Linked DNA regions of Mus musculus: regions 1, 3 and 4 are each linked to region 2. A link is a contact called in public HiChIP or PLAC-seq and promoter capture Hi-C data. All regions are on one chromosome and are shown on one strand. The core of a region is the stretch at or near the end of the contact, and the rest is flanking DNA. Distances in the headings are between cores, read along the strand shown. Region 1 holds the start of Gorasp1 (golgi reassembly stacking protein 1). Region 2 holds the start of Ulk4 (unc-51-like kinase 4). Region 3 holds the start of Slc25a38 (solute carrier family 25, member 38). Region 4 holds the start of Rpsa (ribosomal protein SA).

Region 1 (2,700 bases), core at 165-2,664, 1.3 Mb before region 2:
AGAGGCAGGCAGATTTCTGAGTTCAAGGCCAGTCTGATCTACAGAGTGAGTTCCAGGACAGCCAGGGCTACATAGAGAAACCCTGTCTCAAAGAAAAAACAAGCAAACAAACAAAGGGACTGGAGAAATAGGTCAGCAGTTAAAAGAGCCTATTATTCTATCAGACGACCTGGGTTGAGTCCCCAGCATGCAAGTGTGACAGCTCCCAAATGCCTATAACTCCAACTTAAAGGGATCTAAAACCTCTGGTTTGCACACTCGTGTGCACAAACAAAAACAACACACACACCAAAAACACATCTCTGTAACGGGTCCTCATCCTCTGACCTGATCAACCTGTCCCCCTTTAACCAGCCCCCCTTGCCTTCACTCCGTCCACCACCCCCACCACCTCACTTCCCTCAGCCCTTGTGCAAAGATCCCAAACTCCTGACTTCCCGTGAACCTGTTTTAAAACACCCCCGGTTGGATGCATCCCAATGTCTGCCAACCCCCAAGCACAAATCTTGTCACTTTGATCTGTAAAGCCAATGTGGCTCTCCAGCTAGAAACCGCTTCCCTAGCCCTGACTCCAGACTTCCTTTGACATAGACCAGAGAGGCATAATGGCTCAGGAGGCAGGCGCACGCAGATGGATTTCTGTAGGTTCCAGCCCAGTCTAGCCTACATAGCAAGTTCCAGGCCAGTCGGGGATACATAATGAGACACCCACAAAATAAATAGATAGATAGATAGATAGATAGATAGATAGATAGATAGATAGATAGATAAGATTTAAGAGGAACCGAGAAAGAGCAGCTGAGAGTTTAACAACAGCTTGAACTAAGTACCAAGATCCTGTCTGAAGGAATGAAGGCAGGCAGGCTGACCCAACAGCCAGACAACCTGACAAACCTGCCCGCCTCCACACAGCTCTGCATCTACCTGCTTTTCAAAGGGGCAAAACAGGGGAGCTGAGTTCAAAGATCTTTCTATCCCCAACTCCATACGGCGTTCTTTATCAACCAGACTATACTTCCCAGCAGCCTGTTCGCTCGTACCTCCCTGCAAGTGACACGTAGGGCCCCATCTAGGTCTCGGGATGTTTCACTCTGGGGTCCCAATGCCCACCCTGGCTCCAGTCATTCTGGCCACTTCACCCCCTCTTCAGCAGCTTTCCCAAAGCCCACGAGCTCTCCCAGCCCCTTGCAATGCTCCTTAGAGAAGGGGCCTCGGATCTTGGACGCGCTGGGCCTCGCAAGGCATGCAGGGAGGTCACTGCAGGCCTCGGGGCTGTGCAACCCTCCCTGGTGATCTTCCACCACCCCGGCTCACCCCGTGCAGATGGAAGCCCTCGCCGCCCGCCGGCTGCTCGCTGCTTGCCCCTAGCCCCATGGCCGCCCTCTCCCGCTGCTGCGTGGCCTAGTCACGTGGGGCCAGGCCACGCCCTCCCGGATGTCACAGTTCTTAGCAACAGGCCAGCAGCCAGGTTGCCAAGGACGCGCGCGCCTTAGACTTCCGGCCGTGAGCTGGGCTGCGAATTGGGCGGCCAGAGCTGGGAATCCCGCTCAGCCGGTCATCACCTGAGCCGGGCTGCAGCCATGAGCAGCGATGACTCCTCTCTCATGGTGCGTGAACTCTGGGCCGCCTGCGCTCGGGACTACTTCTGCAGTCAGGACTGCTGCCCTGGGCTAGCTCTCTGCTCTCTGACCATTTCTGCTCTGGGGTTACCTTTCTGCTTTCTCTGGCCATCTGCCCTTGGGCCACCCTCTGCCACACCATCCACCCTGCTGCCTGCCCTCTGGCCATCTCTACTCTTAGGCTACTTCCACCCCCCAACCACCTCTACCCCTCTGTTCACTACTCTGGCAGCTTCTAGAAGTCCTTCCATCTTCCTCAGCTCCCTAACCAAAGCATTTCCCCTCAGTGTCCTCTGCACCCCTAGCCTCAAATTAGCACCCAGACCTGATCCTATCCCCCAAACCAATCCGTGCCTGTCCATTATCGCATCTGCCTCCCACCTAAGCCATCTGTGTTCCACTGCTATGAGGTCTATGCCCACCTCCAACCCTGTTCCTAATCTAACGAGAAGTGTCAGCTTCCAAAGTCTCCAGAGCCACCATGTATCTCTCCCTTAGACACCTCTGGCCTGGTTTCTCTACTTGGGCTCTTTGCACCAGCACTACTGCCTGGCATTACCCATGTGCCACCTGCAGCCACCCACACATCACTGCACGCAACAGCCAGAGTCATTTCTTTAGAATATCATTTGAGGTAACTGGGGATCTGGCTCAGTTCCTAGAATATGCACCAAGCCCTGATAGCCATAAAACAGGTGTGGTGGTAGGTGCCTTTAATCCTAGCACCGGAGAGGTGGGGAGGGAGGGTCAGAAACTCACCATAGTTGAGTTTGAGGCCAGTCTGGGATACATGAACACCAGGCTCTGCCAAAAGTTTTAAAAATCTGAAAACTTCACTCCCCTACTTAAAGCCATTCGAGCTGGTTCCTGTTGATGACCCTGTCTGACGTCTAGGCTCTTTCAAATGGCCCATGAGGCTTTTACGACCTAACCACATCTATCCCCAACTCAACACCCACAAACCTTAGAGGAAGTGAGCTTTTGCTTTGAAATCTCAGCCCCAATTACTGTGTGATCTCCATGGGCTGTGTCTCCCTGGGCTTCAGCTTCTTTAGCTGTGAAAGATACCAAGATGTGTATA
Region 2 (2,700 bases), core at 57-2,556:
CAGGCAGCATACACAGGGATACTTGGCATCTCTCAGAGCGCCACTCAGCTGTCAGGAAGAGTGGAATTACATCATTTTCAGGAAGATGAATTGAGTCAAAGTCATTGCGGTGATGCTATGAGGTAAGCCAGAGCCAGGCAGACAAACACTACATTATCTCTCTCTGGCAAAATTGAGTGGGAATATACAAAATAGTATATAACCTAGATTTAAACATATATCATATATGAGGAACGGGAGTAAACAGAGGACTACAGGGAAGAAAAATGAGCCTAAAGGGAGGAGAGGCAGGAACAAAGGGTCACGGGAGGCAGTAACGACACAACACCATGTTTCCTCTCATGCAAAATCAAGACATAAAAGTAGGTCCTGTGAAGCCACAAGACAACTATGAGAGGATGAGAAAGAGGACAAGCAGGAGGGGGTAAGAAGAGCAGAGGAAGATAGTGAGGGGCAGACATAAGGAAAACACAAAGACAGACATATAGGAAAATGTCGTAGTGAAGCCCTGAAACTGTATGATAGCTTAAGATGTCATTGTTACAAAAGAACATGGGGCTGAGAAGACGGTTCACCTGGTTAAGTGTTTACTCTGCAAGCCTGAGGACTTGAGTTCAAATACTCAACACACACATAGAAACCCAGTAATCCCAGCTTTGAAGGGCCTACACGGGAGAACCCCAGGAGCTCACTGGCAGGCTAGTCTAGTCTCAACAACCAGCCTCGGGCAGGGGAAAAAGACCTTGTCTCTAGGCAAAAGGCAGACAGGCCAGAGGAAGACACTCAACACCCTTCTCTGCCTGCACACACAGGAGCATCCACCAGTACACTCACATGCATGCGCGCACACTCTCTCACATGTGCAAGAAACCTTGTCAAAACTATCAGTGGACAGAGAGATGGCTCAGCCATTAAGAATACATACTGCTCTTGCAGAGGATCTGAGTTCTGTTCCCAGCACCCACTCCGGGTGGCTCACAACTACCTGTAACTCCAGCTCGAGGAAATCCAACACCATCTTCTGGCTTCCGCAAACACTCAACATGTGCACACGCACGTAAATAAACTTTTTTTTTTTTTTTTTTAAATAAGACTTTAGATAAGTTGCTGTCCTGGGGGAAGTGGTCGCGCCTCTGAGGAGGATGAAGCGGGTCAGAGATGTAACCAGGAATGGAGCCGCAGCTGCCCACCCACCTGCACGATGGTGGGGGACCCGAGTTGCACGCGCTCTGCCTTGCCACGGCGAGGCCACAGCTTGGACAGAGGAAACCGAGGCACCCGAAGACCTGGCCAACTCCCCTGGACGCGTGGGTGAGCCCTCTGCGTCACCATGACAACCTGCGAGACGCGGGGGGGAAAAAGAGCGGGACTTTGATTGGCTGATCGCTACCCAGAAGAACCCGGAAGTGAGCGAGTTTGCGCGCCCATCCAGCGACACTAAGGACCCCACGCCACTTCGAACATGATCTCGCTGGCCTAAGGGGACACTGGAAACTGGAAAGAGACCGGAATCGTGGGCAGTTCTCAGGTTTGCCCGGCGAGCATCCCTCGGTATTTGAAAGCCGCCATCCCATCTCCATGGCAACACAAGGACGGCCGGAAAAGACCCGGATGCTGCCTGGTTGAGCGCTTCCGGCGCTGTGGGCTGGGGCCGGAAATGAGAATCTTTGAGTACACCTAAGTGGCCTTGGGCACTCTAAAGCCAGTGCATCCTTTCTAGAAAGAGGTGGGAGAGATGGCGAGACTCACACAGCCCCACTGCAGGCCCTGCTTGGCGTTTACACGCCCCCTCGTCTCCATGACAGCAATAGGACGCCGGCGATGCAGGGCGCTGATTGGCTGAGATTAGGAGGCATGGACCGGAAGTGGCCGGAGATTGGCGTGGCTAGAGCCAGTCCCCTCCCCATCTGCGCGCCGATGCCTCTGAGCCTCCTCAGGAAACTTCTCGGTCTGGAGCCCGTTGGTCACTGCAGGCTCAGCGGACCGAGGTTAGGACGGATCGGCCTCTCTAGTCAGAGCGTGCAGTGGTGATCAGATCCCACCGGGAAGGCAGCATAATCGCGTGGTCCCAGCCTTCAAGCTGCCTGCGCCGCACATCTTGGTGGGTGGGACTTAAAGTCTTTCACGTCTGCCTGGTCCCAGAGCGTCACAGCTTTAGCTGTTTTGCTGTGTTTCCTTCTTAAACAGGGTTTCACGCTGTAGCCCAGGTTGGCCTCCAACTGGAGTCCTCCAACTTCCATTCTGATGTGAGAGCAGGCTGACAGTATCTATGGAAGGAAGAAAGCCCAACTCAGTTGACCAGAATCGGGCTAGAGATGGGGCTAAAGTTCCTTTTCTAGGTGGGGTGTGGCGGTGGGGAGATAGGACCCTACGTTTCTTGTTTTGTTTTGTTTTTTCGAGACAGCGTTTCTCTGTGTAGCCATGGCTGTCCTGGAACTCACTTTGTAGACCAGCCTGGCCTCGAACTCAGAAATCCGCCTGCCTCTGCCTCCCAAGTGCTGGGATTAAAGGCGTGCGCCACCACTGCCCGGCGGACCCCAAGTTTCTAAGGATAAACCAAGGTATAATTCCACCACAGCTCATGCGAGGGAACCAATGAATTTGTTAGGCTTACATACAGAGCCCGGATGAGGGCTTACAGACAGAAGCACTGCAAACCCAAAGCACTGGAAAAGTCTTCACCCAGTGTGGAAGATGGCT
Region 3 (2,700 bases), core at 66-2,565, 1.2 Mb before region 2:
AGCTGACGCCCATGAATATGGGTAAACAACCAATGTGTGCATGTTCAGTAGAGTTTTTTTGCTGAGTCACGACCTGGCCCCGAGGCATGTAAATGAGGTACTGAAAGCATAACCAATTGGGTGTAGACATGCCTGTCCTAGGCCTATATAAGCAGCACTGGTTTTTTGGGCTCGGGGTCTTTCGCTTTTGCTTTCACTATCAAGCTCTCCCAATAAACGTGTGCAGAAGAATCCTGTTGTGGCGTCCTTCTTGCTGTCGAGTCGGGCGTCTACAAACACCTTTAATCCTAGCATTTGGGAGGCAGAGGTAGGTGGATTTCTGAGTTCAAGGCCAGCCTGGTCTACAGAGTGAGTTCCAGGACAGCCAGGGCTATATAAAGAAACCCTGTCTCAAGAAAAAAGAAAAACCTTGTCTTGAAAAACTAAACAACAGAACAAAATAAACATATAAAAAGCATAAAGACAAGGCTTGAGAGCCTGGGTTAGAGCACTTGTAGAGGACCTGAGGTTGGTTTCCAGCACCCAGACAGGGCAGCTCAGGACTGCCTGTGAGCTTCTGGCCTCTGCAAGAAGCTACATTCACACGTACATACCCACACATACAACTAAAAATAAGTCAGGCATGGTATACACGCCTTTAATCCCAGCACTTGGGATTAAAGAGGCAGGTGGAGCTCTACGAGTTCAAGGTCAGCCTGGTCTCCACACAGAGAGACACAGGGGTAGCTAGTGAGTTCCAGGTAGCCAGGGCTATACAGAGAAACCCTGTCTTGAAAAAATAAAAATAAAGAAAACAAAAAAGAAGAAATGTGAATTGTATTTTTAAAAATTTGTGTCTAAAGAGAAGGCATTCATCCTGCTTCAGTTCTTTTTCTTTTCTTTTCTTTCCTTTCCTTTTTCTTTTTCTTTTTGAGACAGGGTTTCTTTGTATAGCCCTGGCTGTCGTGGAACTCTGTAGACCAGGCTGGCCTTGAACTCAGAAATCTGCCCGCCTCTGCCTCCCAAGTGCTGGGATTAAAGGCGTGTGCCTCTACTGCCCGGCGGTCCTTCAGCTCTTAAATAAATTAAATACAATTAAAACTCAGCCAGTCACCCATTTCAAAAAGCGCTTTAAGAATAAATAAATAAATAAATATATTTAATAAGAAAAATATTTAAAAAAAAAAAAGCGCCGAGCAGAAGGCTCTGCAACTGAGAATCACGGACCCTGCAGTTTTAAGTGCAGCCACCAGGTGGCGATGAGATCTCGTCGCCGGATACGCTATGTCACCGGAAGCGGGATCTCACCTTTTTCCTTCTGCTTTCCCCTCCCCCGGAAACATCGAGCCGCTTGTCTCGGGTAATGAGACCTGAGGCCGGGCGGGCAGGCGGGGAGGGATGGGCGTGAGCGCGGAGCCCCGGAGCCTCTCAGTCGCCGGGGCCGGGCTCGCGTCCCCAGTGATCGAGAAGGCACGCTCGGCGCTGCTGCAGTCGCAGGATGTAGAGGACACGGTGGAGACGCTCATGGTGAGTTCGTGGGAGCAGGGGGACCGGGACGGGAGCGGCATTGTGGGGCAGGGGACAGTGCTTCGAGAACATTCTAGTTCTAGAATATTCTAACGGCAACTGATGAGAGCGCCTCGGGGCACCTCGAGCCGCCCGCCGCAGGACACCTTCCCTGACCGGCTTCCCTGCAGGCTTCTGCCTTAGCTTTCGGGGTTCACCAAGGCCACGCCCTTCCGTCGGGTTGGCTGCGCTGCCGGGCTGCCATTGGTGGAGACGGGGGCGGGGCGGGGCGGAGTCTCTTGCTGCCAACCATAAACGGAGGTGGGGCTGTGCAGGGCGGGCCCGGGCTGGGATGTGCCTCAGTGGGGCGAGGATGCATGGCTTTGGGGGATGAATATCTTTTAAAAATTCTTGTTTTTTTGAGTCGGGGCCTCACTGTGTTTCAGATAGGGCTGAAACTCGCTATTTAAACCAGGCTGGCTCCGAAGTGCTAAAGGAGTGTGCTCCCCTATGTCTGGAGCTTTTTGGAAGTCTTTAAAAGATAACCGCTGTGGCTCCCAGGACCATGTCTTTCAAAACTGCATACTTTTTTTCTCTCTGGCCCGCCATCTTTCCCTTTTTGATGTGTGTTGGACGTAGACATTTTGTTGTTTTTCTTTTTGCTGTGGGGTGGTAGAAATTGTGGTACTATTTGGCTGTTGAAATGCTGCTTACTCCCATCGTGTTTTGCGTAGTACGATTTGCTCATTGTGCTTTTAGTGTTTATTTTTATCTATGTGTGTTGGGGGTAGGTGCACAAGAGTGCAGATGCCGAAGAAGGCCAAAAGAGAACGTTGGTATCTCCTGGAGCTGGAGCTGTGAGCACCCCTTTCTGTATGGGTGCTGGGAACCTTATGGTCCCTCTGGAAGAATACACTTTGGACTAGTCTCTAGCCCTTACTGGTTGTTTTGATCTATTCTCACACTTAAAAAATTGGAATATTCAGCTTTCTTTAAGTCGTGTATAATAAGGTATGCTACTAAAATAAATCGAAACTTGAAGTTGGAGGTGTGGCCTTTCAGGAAAGCACCTTCGTCTCCATCACTATAAGAAAACTAAGCTCGCTGGGTGGTGGTGGCACACATCTTTAATCCCAGCACTTGGGAGGCAGAGGGAGGTGGCCAGCCTGTTCTACAAAGTGAGTTCTGGGACAGCCAGGGCTATAAGAGCACCGA
Region 4 (2,700 bases), core at 149-2,648, 1.1 Mb before region 2:
CAGCAGTTAGCTTTTCACCATCCTTTCTGTCTAGATAATACCCAAAGACAAATCCTACAGGGACAAGTATATGAACCCAGTGCTCACTTCTAAGCTGAAATAAGGTCATCTTGACTGCTTCAGCCTGGTACCAAGCGTGACCAAGGACAGCCGCAGGGAGCTAGGCCACTCTATTTTTTCTTTTTTTTAAAGACAGGGTTTCTCTGTGTAGCTTTGGCTGTCCTGGAACTCATTTTTGTAGATTAGACTAGCTTTCAACTCGTAGAGATCTGCTTGCCTCTGTCTCCTGAGTGCTGGCTAGGATTACAGGCATAGGCCACCACTACCTGACCTGAACATACCACTTAATAGATTTTAGAATATTCTGTTTTACTTAACAAGATATCTTGATACACATTCACGATGTGGCAAGTTAAATGCTTTGTTCTTTTTAGTTTTACCGTTTTATATTTATTTTTGAGACAGAGTATGACTATAGCTTCAAATTCATGGTCCTCTTGCCCCAGCAAGAACTGAAGAAACCCAGAGCCTTTCGATGTTAGTACTCTACCACGGAGCTGCACCCACACTCCTCTGGGTTTTTGATCTATTATTTTTGTTGTATGCATATATGGTTATCCTTCAGTATCTGTGGGATTTGTTCCAGAACCACCTATGGATGCCAAACCCATAGATGCTCAAGTCCCTAATATAAAATGGTCTGAGCTGGGCGTGGTGGCACACGCCTTTATTTAGCCCCGGCACTCCGGAGGCAGAGGCGGGCGGATTTCTGAGTTCGAGGCCAGCCTGGTCAATAAAGTGAGTTCCGGGACAGCCAGGGCTGTACAGAGAAACCCTGTCTCGAAAAACAAAACAAAACAAAAATAGTCTGGTATTTTCTAATAACCACAACCCTCCCACAGACTCCAAGTCATCTCTAGATTACTTGAGACATGGAATACAGTAATAAACGCTTTGTAAATAGATGACGCATCCAAATTTCTCCCTGCTCCCTTCAACACTTTTGTAATATCTTACTGGGTAACTACTATTTTGTAGTTCTCAAATGTAGGAAGGAGCCAGTACCAGAGGGGCAGGCGGGTGTGTGCTCCTGGAGTTAATCCTGACATAGGTGGCCCAGCTTGAAGCCTATTCGTCACTCAGCGGACCAAAAGCTACGGACTTTCCACGCTCGCTCCCCCCCCCCCACTCCCCCCCCTCGCCCCAGCTACTTCCGGCCTGGGGTCTGTGCAGCGACTGCAGCCGCGCAGGCGCGGGCCACTTTAACTTCCGCTCCGCGCGCGCTACAGCGGGCCCACTCACTGAATCTGCGCGTGCGCCAGAGGCTTTTTCCGGAGCGGAAGTTCTCCCTTTTTGCTTAGCCTGCTTTGCCATTGGCTGGCTGTGGGTTATTTAAGGACGTCATTTCCGGCCGCCCGTCCTTTCGCGCTACCCGGGGACGGGTCCATACGGCGTTGTTCTTGGTGAGTCTCACGTGGAGCCCTCGGCGTCTCCGGACGCCGCGGGACGCGCGCTTACTAGCTTCCCGCGCCATGGGTGGGCGCGGAGGGCGCCGAGGCTGCGTGTGCCGGGGCGGCTTGGCTCCTGGCGGCAGCGCCACGTGCTGGCCCGCAGTTAGGTGGGGCGGGCGCCACTGCGGGGCCCTTCTGCGGTTCGCGCCACGCTCGAGGGCCCTGTCGGCAAGATGCTGGGAAAAGTGCTTGTGAGGCGCATGGAGATGGGACGGGAACTGCCGGCCAGTCTCGAAATACAACTCCCGAAGCACCCCGATCATGGCCGCCTTTGCGCAACTCTCGGTGCAAAGAAGCAGCTATACTTAAGTAGCTATCCTGTAGTCAGTGTGCCTGCGGAGGCGCTAACTTCAACTGTCCAGTTTTTCTATATGTGCTCTGCTGACAAAGTCACTTTCCTTAGTGACTAGGTGGCCAGAAAAATCGAAAGGCAAGGAGGAATAAGAACACAACCCATTTCAGCTCAGATGATGTGCTGCGCCTAGTGGCATACGCCTTTAGTCCCCCTCTCAGGAGGCAGGGCAATCTTGTGAGTTCTAGTGTCAGAAGAAAAAAGATGAATTTTATTCCTTTTTTAGATTCCCATCGTAACTTAAAGGGAAACTTACACAATGTCCGGAGCCCTTGACGTCCTGCAGATGAAGGAGGAGGATGTCCTCAAATTCCTTGCTGCGGGAACCCACTTAGGTGGCACCAACCTTGACTTTCAGATGGAGCAGTACATCTACAAAAGGAAAAGTGACGGTCAGTTGCCACCTGTGATAGTCAGTTCCTGACTATGGTGCTCTAATGGGTATAGTGCCTGGTAACTGAATGGTTGGTGTTGGAGTGCTACTCTGGCTTGTGATGTAACTAAGAGGATGTGTGGGAAGGGGCCAGAGGTCATGGAGGACTGACTGACCCTGCACACTATTAAAGCTCAGAGTGGAGGCCAGTCTTGGCCAGTGAACTTCTGAGTGTCGGAAGTGTGCTACATTGAATTTATGGCAGGATTTTCGCTAACACCAGTAGAGCTTGCCTCTATGACTGGAGTTTGGTAGTGGTCACTGCCACATGCGTATGCCTTACCTTCCCACAGTGTCCATTCACAAGGCTATGAGGCTAGCAAGCCTGTCTGGGACACCCACTTTAAACTACTTGTTGCTGGGTGTGGTGGTTTCACACCCTTTAATCCTAGTGTTTAGGAGGC

Evidence for each region. Promoter capture Hi-C pulls out the DNA fragments that hold promoters and counts their contacts. HiChIP or PLAC-seq counts read pairs in DNA pulled down with a chosen protein or histone mark.
Region 1: a contact with region 2 is called in a promoter capture Hi-C map of pre-B cells. The contact joins the promoter of Gorasp1 here to the promoter of Ulk4 in region 2. A contact is called at or near these places in 3 of 39 promoter capture datasets (the HPC-7 cell line, cranial neural crest and pre-B cells).
Region 3: an H3K27ac HiChIP or PLAC-seq map of large pre-B cells shows a contact between it and region 2, with 4 times the contacts expected there. The contact joins the promoter of Slc25a38 here to the promoter of Ulk4 in region 2. A contact is called at or near these places in 3 of 39 promoter capture datasets (cranial neural crest, liver and pre-B cells), 1 of 484 Hi-C or Micro-C datasets (erythroblasts) and 1 of 115 datasets of contacts at active chromatin or transcription factors (large pre-B cells).
Region 4: a contact with region 2 is called in an H3K27ac HiChIP or PLAC-seq map of microglia, with 6 times the contacts expected there. The contact joins the promoter of Rpsa here to the promoter of Ulk4 in region 2. A contact is called at or near these places in 5 of 39 promoter capture datasets (frontonasal cranial neural crest, liver, maxillary cranial neural crest and 2 more), 3 of 484 Hi-C or Micro-C datasets (B cells, CD4 T cells and erythroblasts), 2 of 115 datasets of contacts at active chromatin or transcription factors (large pre-B cells and microglia) and 1 of 9 other capture datasets (liver).

The regions. Positions count from the first base shown.
Region 1 is chr9:119,936,144-119,938,843 of GRCm38.p6, forward strand. It overlaps Gorasp1 (golgi reassembly stacking protein 1), which reads right to left and starts at 1,415. Exons shown (of 9, transcript NM_028976.2): 1 at 1,315-1,415. The coding sequence starts at 1,374. It overlaps Ttc21a (tetratricopeptide repeat domain 21A), which reads left to right and starts at 1,463. Exons shown (of 29, transcript NM_028735.3): 1 at 1,463-1,607. The coding sequence starts at 1,581.
Region 2 is chr9:121,275,866-121,278,565 of GRCm38.p6, forward strand. Ulk4 (unc-51-like kinase 4) reads right to left here and starts at 1,307. Exons shown (of 37, transcript NM_177589.3): 1 at 1,195-1,307. Gm34655 (a long non-coding RNA gene) reads left to right here and starts at 1,882. Exons shown (of 2, transcript XR_003948091.1): 1 at 1,882-2,101.
Region 3 is chr9:120,109,067-120,111,766 of GRCm38.p6, forward strand. It overlaps Slc25a38 (solute carrier family 25, member 38), which reads left to right and starts at 1,316. Exons shown (of 7, transcript NM_144793.2): 1 at 1,316-1,506. The coding sequence starts at 1,378.
Region 4 is chr9:120,126,368-120,129,067 of GRCm38.p6, forward strand. It overlaps Rpsa (ribosomal protein SA), which reads left to right and starts at 1,399. Exons shown (of 7, transcript NM_011029.4): 1 at 1,399-1,463; 2 at 2,090-2,255. The coding sequence starts at 2,123. LOC115485682 (a small nucleolar RNA gene) reads left to right here and starts at 2,413; the gene lies at 2,413-2,568.